2 separate regions of the Macaca mulatta genome follow, and region 1 is linked to region 2. The links are chromatin contacts, called in public Hi-C maps. All regions are on one chromosome and are shown on one strand. Each heading gives the region's core, a stretch centred on a gene start, on an enhancer-like site or on the middle of the called end of the contact. The rest is flanking DNA. Distances are from core to core; before and after follow the strand shown.

Region 1 (3,357 bases), core at 266-2,765, 33 kb before region 2:
GGAATGCAATAAACATACGTATCACTTCCCTGTATAATCTCAATGGCCTGCGGGAGAGAATTTAGAAAAGCATCCCAGTTGCTGAATGGTTGAGTTTAGGGGAAAAACTGACCCAGCACAACCCCCTCATCTCCTGGATGAGGTTACTGCGTTTCTGCAAGGTGAATCGAGGTCAGTCGCCAAGGCAGAACCGGATTCGCCAGATTCCCTAGTCTTAGTTGAGCTTTAACCCTCCCAGGCACAGGACCGCTGGAGACGTCGCCACGGGCCGGTTTCCCAGCCGGCCAGGAGGGGGCGACAGAGTGTGATGGACCCAGGTGAGTCGGGGACCAGGAGCCGCCAGGTCGTGACGACACAAGGTGAAGGAGGTGTTTGATGGAGGGAGATACAGGAGAAAAGGCGCCGAGCTTAGGAAGTCTGTTCGTACTGTCCTCCTCGATTCTGGTCTGGCCCCCACTGCTATCTTCTTCCCACTGCTGGACCTTTCTAAAACAAAAGCCTGACTTTGCTACCATCCGTAAAACTAACGACACCTCCAACGTTGCTCACAGTGGAAAAAAAAAAAAAAGGCAGCAAAACATGGGACCTAGGTGATCTTGCCCCAGCCTAATTCCAAGATATCTCCTGCAAATAGATATCTATTTGCAGATATCTGGGAGCCGTATTGAAATACTTCCAATTCCCTGGACTTATTCTACTTTTTGGGGAGCCGGGGGTGGGGACGGAGTCTTGCTCTGTCGCCCAGTCTGAGTGCAGTGACGCAATCTCGGCTCACTGCAACTTTCACCTCCCGGGTTCAAGCGATTCTCCTGCCTCAGCCTTCTAAGTAGCTAGAAATACAGGCACGCCCGGCTAATTTTTTTTTTTTTTTTTAGTAGAGACGGGGTTTCACTGTGTTAGCCAGGTTGGTTTCGATCTCCTGACCTCGTGATCCGCCCGCCTCGGCCTTCATCTTACTTTTTCTCCCTGAATATCTTTTCGCACCAGCTCTACGTGGAGAAATCCGACTTTCAGCCAAATACAGTATCACTTTCTCTTGAAACCTCCCCTGACACGACCCCTCCCCTGACAACACTCCCACCCACCCCACCCCAGTTTGGGGGAGGAGCCCCCTCCTTTGTTCCCACTACCCCGTGGGCTTCCCCTATCACACTGTGTAATAAATATCTGGCCTTGTCTATCTCCTCCCGTGCCCTGTGCTTTGCATTTGCAAAGAGCTCATTAAACGTTTACTGGATGAATGTAGGAGACGGCACAGGGTTCAGCCTCTGCCACTTCTGCAGCCTCCGAATTATCTGGTGGGTTTGTTGCAAGGAGTCAGGAGTAAATGGATTAATTACAAATAGTGCTTAGGACAATGCCCAGAATACTGTAAGCACTCAAGAAACTGATTTATTTTCGTCATTTTCACAGCAGCCAAGGTACCTAGCGACGTACCTTATCGCCCTTTTAAGGGCCTTTCCCACGTTCGCCTCTGAGCGGAAGTACCCGCTCAGGGCTCCGGAAGTGGCCTCAGAGCCCCTCAACAACATGCCTGCAGAGCATTCTTCCGGAGGCGGTCACAGACATCTCCGTGACGCAGAACGAGTTAGAGCGTCCCTTGGAGTTTCCATGGTGCTGCCCTTACCCTCCAGTCTCTCCGCTTCCCCTCCCGCCTGAGCGCCGGGAACGGAAAGGCAGGCGGCTGGTCCCAGCCGCGACGTAGACACCGCTTGGGGAAGGGGCTGGGCGAGTACGTGACGCTCTAGGCGACCTCGTTGGCCTCTCTATGGTGCCAAGCGCGCCCGTGCGGACGTTGCCCCTTTAATCGACAGAGGGCGGTGCCCAGGAGGTCCCGCGAGAGCTGGGGGGGCGGGGGGGCGGTGCCGAGGCTGGGGGCCGGTGGCGGATGGAGCCCGCGATGGAGCCGGAGACTCTGGAGGCGCGAATCAGTGAGTGTCCGGGAGGGGCGCGGACCGGAACCGGAACCGGAACCGGGGGCACGAGGCGGGCCCCTTCACGGTGGGGGCGGGGTACGGGGCGCCCCCTCCTCACGCCCCGCCCCCGGCCCGGGAGGGGCGGTGTCCTCAGTCGGCCCCTCAGACCCTGGAGTGATGGAGGACCCGGTCCTCTGCGCGGTCCAGCGGTTGGAGCGGGCGCCGCCCACCTGTCGGATCCCTGGGCCACGACCCCTGGGAGGGGGAGTGAGCTGCGCCCCAACCCCCCAGGCTCACATTGCTTCGCGGAGTAGCGGCCCGGGGAAGGAGCGCGCGAGCGGTGCCCCGGGGTTGCATCTCACACCCGGGAGGGAGGGACCCTACAGTTCTCAGGCCCCGAATCCTCCACTCTCTGGCCCTGCATGGCGTTCCTGGAGCACGCAACTACTCACATTTGCTCATTACCCCGTCCTGGAAGGGAGGACCCTTTTGATTCCTCCCGCAGGTCCCAGTCTCTGGCCACACAGTGAGAAACCCCCACACCCTACAGGCTTGGAAGAGTCTTAGACTCCAGAAGTATTAATAACTCCAAGCTCCCTGTCACTACCTTCAGCCTGGCCCCTCAGCCTCCAAGATGCCTTTCCCAGCTCTTGCTGAACTTCCTTCAAAGGCCTCTACACCCCTTTTTTTCTTGTTTCTCCTCAGACACAGCTTCCTATTGCTTAGGCTTCCTAGCCCCCGACCCCTCCACCTGAGCTCCTTAACCCATAGCCCTGATGATCCCCCGCTGTCACAGCCCCGCTCCTGGACTCTGCCCCTGAAAGTCGTGGCTGGCTTCTCCCTGGTCTAGTGAGGGCTGTCTCCCAAGGCTTTAACTGCTGTTGGGGCCTCATCGTTGCCAAGGCCTCAGGGAAGCCTCTTGGACCCGGGCACACCGGCCACTGTCTAGCGTGGCTTGGGGTCATGGCCAGCCGCTTTTAAGGCAGGCTTGAGCAGAGTTGAACCATGAGGTTGGCCCCAGAACCAAACCTCTGGGGATGTTGGAGAGTCATCCTGGCCAGCAGAGAGGCAGGGGGTGGAAAAGGGGCACTCAGCAGCCCTTGACCGTTGTGAATGCCACAAGTGTCCGCCTGGGTCTCAGCAGCAACTGGGCTGGGGGGATGGGTGGGCCCCTGACTCACTGATCTCAGACACAGGACTTGAGCTGTGGGTCATACAAAACATTCTCAGGTTTAGCAACAGTGGAGGTTTTCTGAGAGTCCAGAGAGTGTAAAACCAGGCAGAAGTTAGAGATACCTGGGTTTGGCTGGGCCCTGACACATTGGGGCTGGAATTTTCTCCTTTCCTTCCCCTTTGTGTCCTAGGAGAATTGTAAGATCTTCCCTCTTCCCTTGTGGAGGCTGGAGGTAAAAGGTAGCTTCTTTATTTATTTTTTTATTTT
Region 2 (3,560 bases), core at 507-3,006:
TAGGAGGCACAGCCGTCCCACGCGAATCCAACTCAAAGGCCCAGGGCACCTTTCCTGCCCAGAACACTTGGGTCTGGCTGGAGGGGAGTCTGGAGACCAGGGCAGGGGTGCGGGGCAAGAGCTCAGTTAGCCTGATAATATGGCTCGGGTAGTTTCCACCACAGCTGCTGCTACAACCCACATGTACTGACCCCTCCCCAGGCCAGAGCTGGGGCTCAGGACTGGGCACATCTAGGAGGGACAGAAGTATAAGCCAAACCTTGCCTTCAAGGACCTTCGGCCAGCTAGAGAACCAGACAAGCCCAGGCCCAGTGTGGTCTGGGCTGGAGGCTTGGCTGGAACAGAGTGGGGGCACCACATAGTCCAGAGACTTCCCGAGAGACAGGAAGGATGGCACCTGAGGTTCCCTTGCCATGCCACCCATAGTCACTGGCCAGCAGTCTTCCTGTTGGGAAAAGGGAGATGGGGGAAGGAACCTTGCCTGACATCTCATCCTGGCCTGAGCTTTGATCTTGGAGCCTCCCAACTTCCTACCAGGATTCCACACTCAGGTGGGCTCCCGTCTGGGAGGCTCTGGCCATAGCAGGCAGCTGTTGGGTTCCCTTCTCAGCTCCTCCCACCCCAATGAGGCCTGCCTCATTAGGGAAGAGAGAAGCAGCCAGTGAGTGTGCCAAGCCCAGTGCTGGGCACTAGGAGAATGGAGATGTGTGGGGCCAAGGTCCTGCCTCTGAGAGACGCCCAGTCTGCACCGGCACACAGTAGTGGCTCTAGTCTCAAACTAAACTGAAACTAACAAAGCAAAGTGCAGAGGGTGTGGCAGGACTCTGCGGCACACCCTCCCCTCCTCCCCACCCCTGCGGCTCCTGATGCCACAGCAGTGCAGGGTAAGGAGAGCCTACTGTCTCCCAAAGGCTCTCACATTTTGTATAACCAGCAGTTATGGAGCAACTACTGTATGCCTCACTCTGTGTTGAGGGGAGGGCCAAAGAGAACTACTGAGTTTGGGGGCCGTCAGAGCAGCACCCACATCATTGCCCTACAAGAAGGAAGAGGGACTGAGGCCATTTGCCAGGAGGAATGAGAGGAGATGAGCTTCACAGATGGAGCAAACTGCCGGGAGATGTGGAGAACAGGGTGTCGGGAACTGCTCTGGGAGGGTTCCTGGTGGCTGGGGGGATGGCACACACCTCCCTTAAAGGAGCAGGCAGGGGTGCCTTGTCCACTCTGCGGGATGGGCAGGCCCAGGACAGCTGGCCCATTAGACCATTAGAGACAAGCGAGTCTGGAGTTCCAGGGACTTGTCCACGGCCACACAGCAGCCCTTGGCCCCAGGAAGCCAAAGCTTCCAGCCAGTCATCGAGTGGTAGGGGGTTTAGTTCCAGGGGGCCAGAGGTCCTCTGCGGGAGGGAGTGCAGGGCAGTATCCCTGCAAGTCCAGAGGGGCCAGGACAGGTCAGAAAGGCCCATCCCTCCTTCGCTTGGCACCCTCTTTCCCCTTTGCGAGGGATGCAAAGGTTATTTATACCCTGGGCCTGCCGGCTGCGGGTGGGGCAGGCACCCCATCTGGGGCGGGCTGCGGGCGCGGGGGCAGGAACGGGCTTACCTGCTTCCCGCCACCAGGGCTGGGCGGGGCGCTGCGGGGAGGAGGAGCGGGGCACAACCTGTGGACGGCCGCGGCCGGCGGACTCACAGCAGCGGGGGCCCGGCTGGGGGTCGCCGGGGGGCCCGGAAGCCGGGGGAGGGCGAGGAAACCAACTTGGAGAGAGGAGTGACCTGGGGGCCGGGGGCGGAGTCGTGAGCGGGGGAGGAGAGAGCCGGCCGCCAGCGAGAGCCGCGCGGCGGCCCAGGAAGCGAGAGCGCCGCCCACCCATCCGGGGCGAGAGCCGCGCCGCAGGAGAGGCAGGCTGGGCCGGGGGCTGCCCGGGCCCGCGACCCCCGCCGTGACCCCGCAGCCCCCAGCCCGCCCCCAAGATGATGAAGAGGCAGTTGCACCGCATGCGGCAGCTGGCCCAGACGGGCAGCTTGGGACGGTGAGTGTCACCCCCTTCCAGCCCCACTCTTACCCCGGCAGGACCTGAGGGGTCGTAAAAGGGTGGGGGGAGACGGGGATGGGGGAGACTGGGGACAGCTGGGCAGCCACTCTCTGAGCGGCCAGACCCTCTCTTCCTCCCTTCTGAACGCCGCCCCCGTCTCTCGGGCAGAGCTGGAGGAGCAGGGGTGGCCTTTGCGGGAAAGGATGCCCCCCCTTACTGGATTGGAGGGGGCTTCAGGCGGGAGAATGCTCTCTGCCCTAGGACACAGATTTCTCTGCCTCCACGAGTCTCTAAGTGGATGGTCCTCCTGACCTCACTTGTTCCCTCTGGACAATGGGGCAGTTCACCACCTCTGCTTGCTGGGCTGGGGAGGGAGGAGGGTCCATTTAGGGCCGCAGACCTGGGGCGAGGGGAGGAGACGGGTCCTGGCCTGGCGGGAGGAGGGGCCTGCCCCTGGCCTGCAGCGTCCGTTCCCTTACCCCTCCCCCCACCTCAGGGGCCTCCTGCTTCTCTGTCTTGTTTCTGCTTTTCCCAGACTCAGGTGGAAACATCCCCAGGTCTCCCAGCTCCCACCCCCAGCCTCTGAGCCGGTAGCACGGAGGCCGGAAGTTTGGGGAGCCTCTGAGGGCCTGTCTTCTCTGCTCCTCTTCCCCTGCCTCAGGAGTTCCCCATTCTCTGGGTCCGGGGAGGGGACCGGGTGTCCAGAGACCTAGTTCTAGTCTCCCACTGGCACAGATGCCTACGTAGCCTGGGCAGTTAGGCCACCTTGCCATGGGCCTCGGCATCCCCCATGTGTCCCCAGGTGGGGTCCCGGGGCTTGTGCACCCCTGCCCACAGCTGTAGTCCAGAATGCTGTGTGACTGAGCCTAGGACTCTGAGCTCCCGCACTTCCCGTTCTTGGAGCCAGCTAATACTCCTCATCCTGGGGTGGGCCGAGGATTTGGGAGTGGGCAGAAGAGAGGCTTCTGTGTCCCAAAGCTAGGCCCTGGGTGGGTCTCCCAGCCTCCCCTTCAGTTTCATCTGTCCGCCCTCTTTCAGGACACAGCCCTGGGTGGAGGAGGAAAAACCCACGTATCCTATTCCCACCCCCATGGAATGTGCTCTGACTGGGATGAGGCAACTGGGCCACCCAGGGCGGGCCGCACCTGGGAGGGACAGTGGAGGCACTGGGGTCCAGGTGCCCTGCTGCGGGGAGGGGGAGTAGGGGGCGTTCTAACCCAGGCAGGCTCAGCAGAAGCGCTCTCCCCCCGCAGCACCCCGGAGACCGCTGAGTTCCTGGGTGAGGACCTGCTGCAGGTACGTGCCTGGGCCGGGCGGGTGGGAAGGCAGGCCTGTGCAGGCTGTCGGAGCAGAGGGCCAGGGCGGGGATGCCAGCTAGGGGCCCGGGTTGAGTCATTCCTCAAGCTGTTGGCCATGGGGTCCCCAGGGGACAGGAGAAAGTTTCCTGCTCAGGGGGAGACAACTTTTCTTGATCCTTAACCTCCAAACCTCCTTGCCAGGTAGAACAGCGGCTGGAGCCGGCCAAGCG

What was found. Hi-C and Micro-C count contacts between places; a contact is called where the count stands out from the background.
Region 1: a contact with region 2 is called in a Hi-C map of blood, with 2.9 times the contacts expected there. The contact joins the promoter of GGA1 here to the promoter of SH3BP1 in region 2. A contact is called at or near these places in 2 of 14 Hi-C or Micro-C datasets (blood and liver).

The regions. Positions count from the first base shown.
Region 1 is chr10:13,926,878-13,930,234 of T2T-MMU8v2.0, reverse strand. It overlaps GGA1 (golgi associated, gamma adaptin ear containing, ARF binding protein 1), which reads left to right and starts at 1,515. Exons shown (of 15, transcript XM_077949692.1): 1 at 1,515-1,931. The coding sequence starts at 1,889.
Region 2 is chr10:13,893,583-13,897,142 of T2T-MMU8v2.0, reverse strand. It overlaps SH3BP1 (SH3 domain binding protein 1), which reads left to right and starts at 1,756. Exons shown (of 18, transcript XM_015150292.3): 1 at 1,756-2,029; 2 at 3,286-3,328; 3 at 3,532-3,560. The coding sequence starts at 1,971. LOC144331679 (a long non-coding RNA gene) reads right to left here and starts at 1,813. Exons shown (of 3, transcript XR_013399047.1): 1 at 1,603-1,813.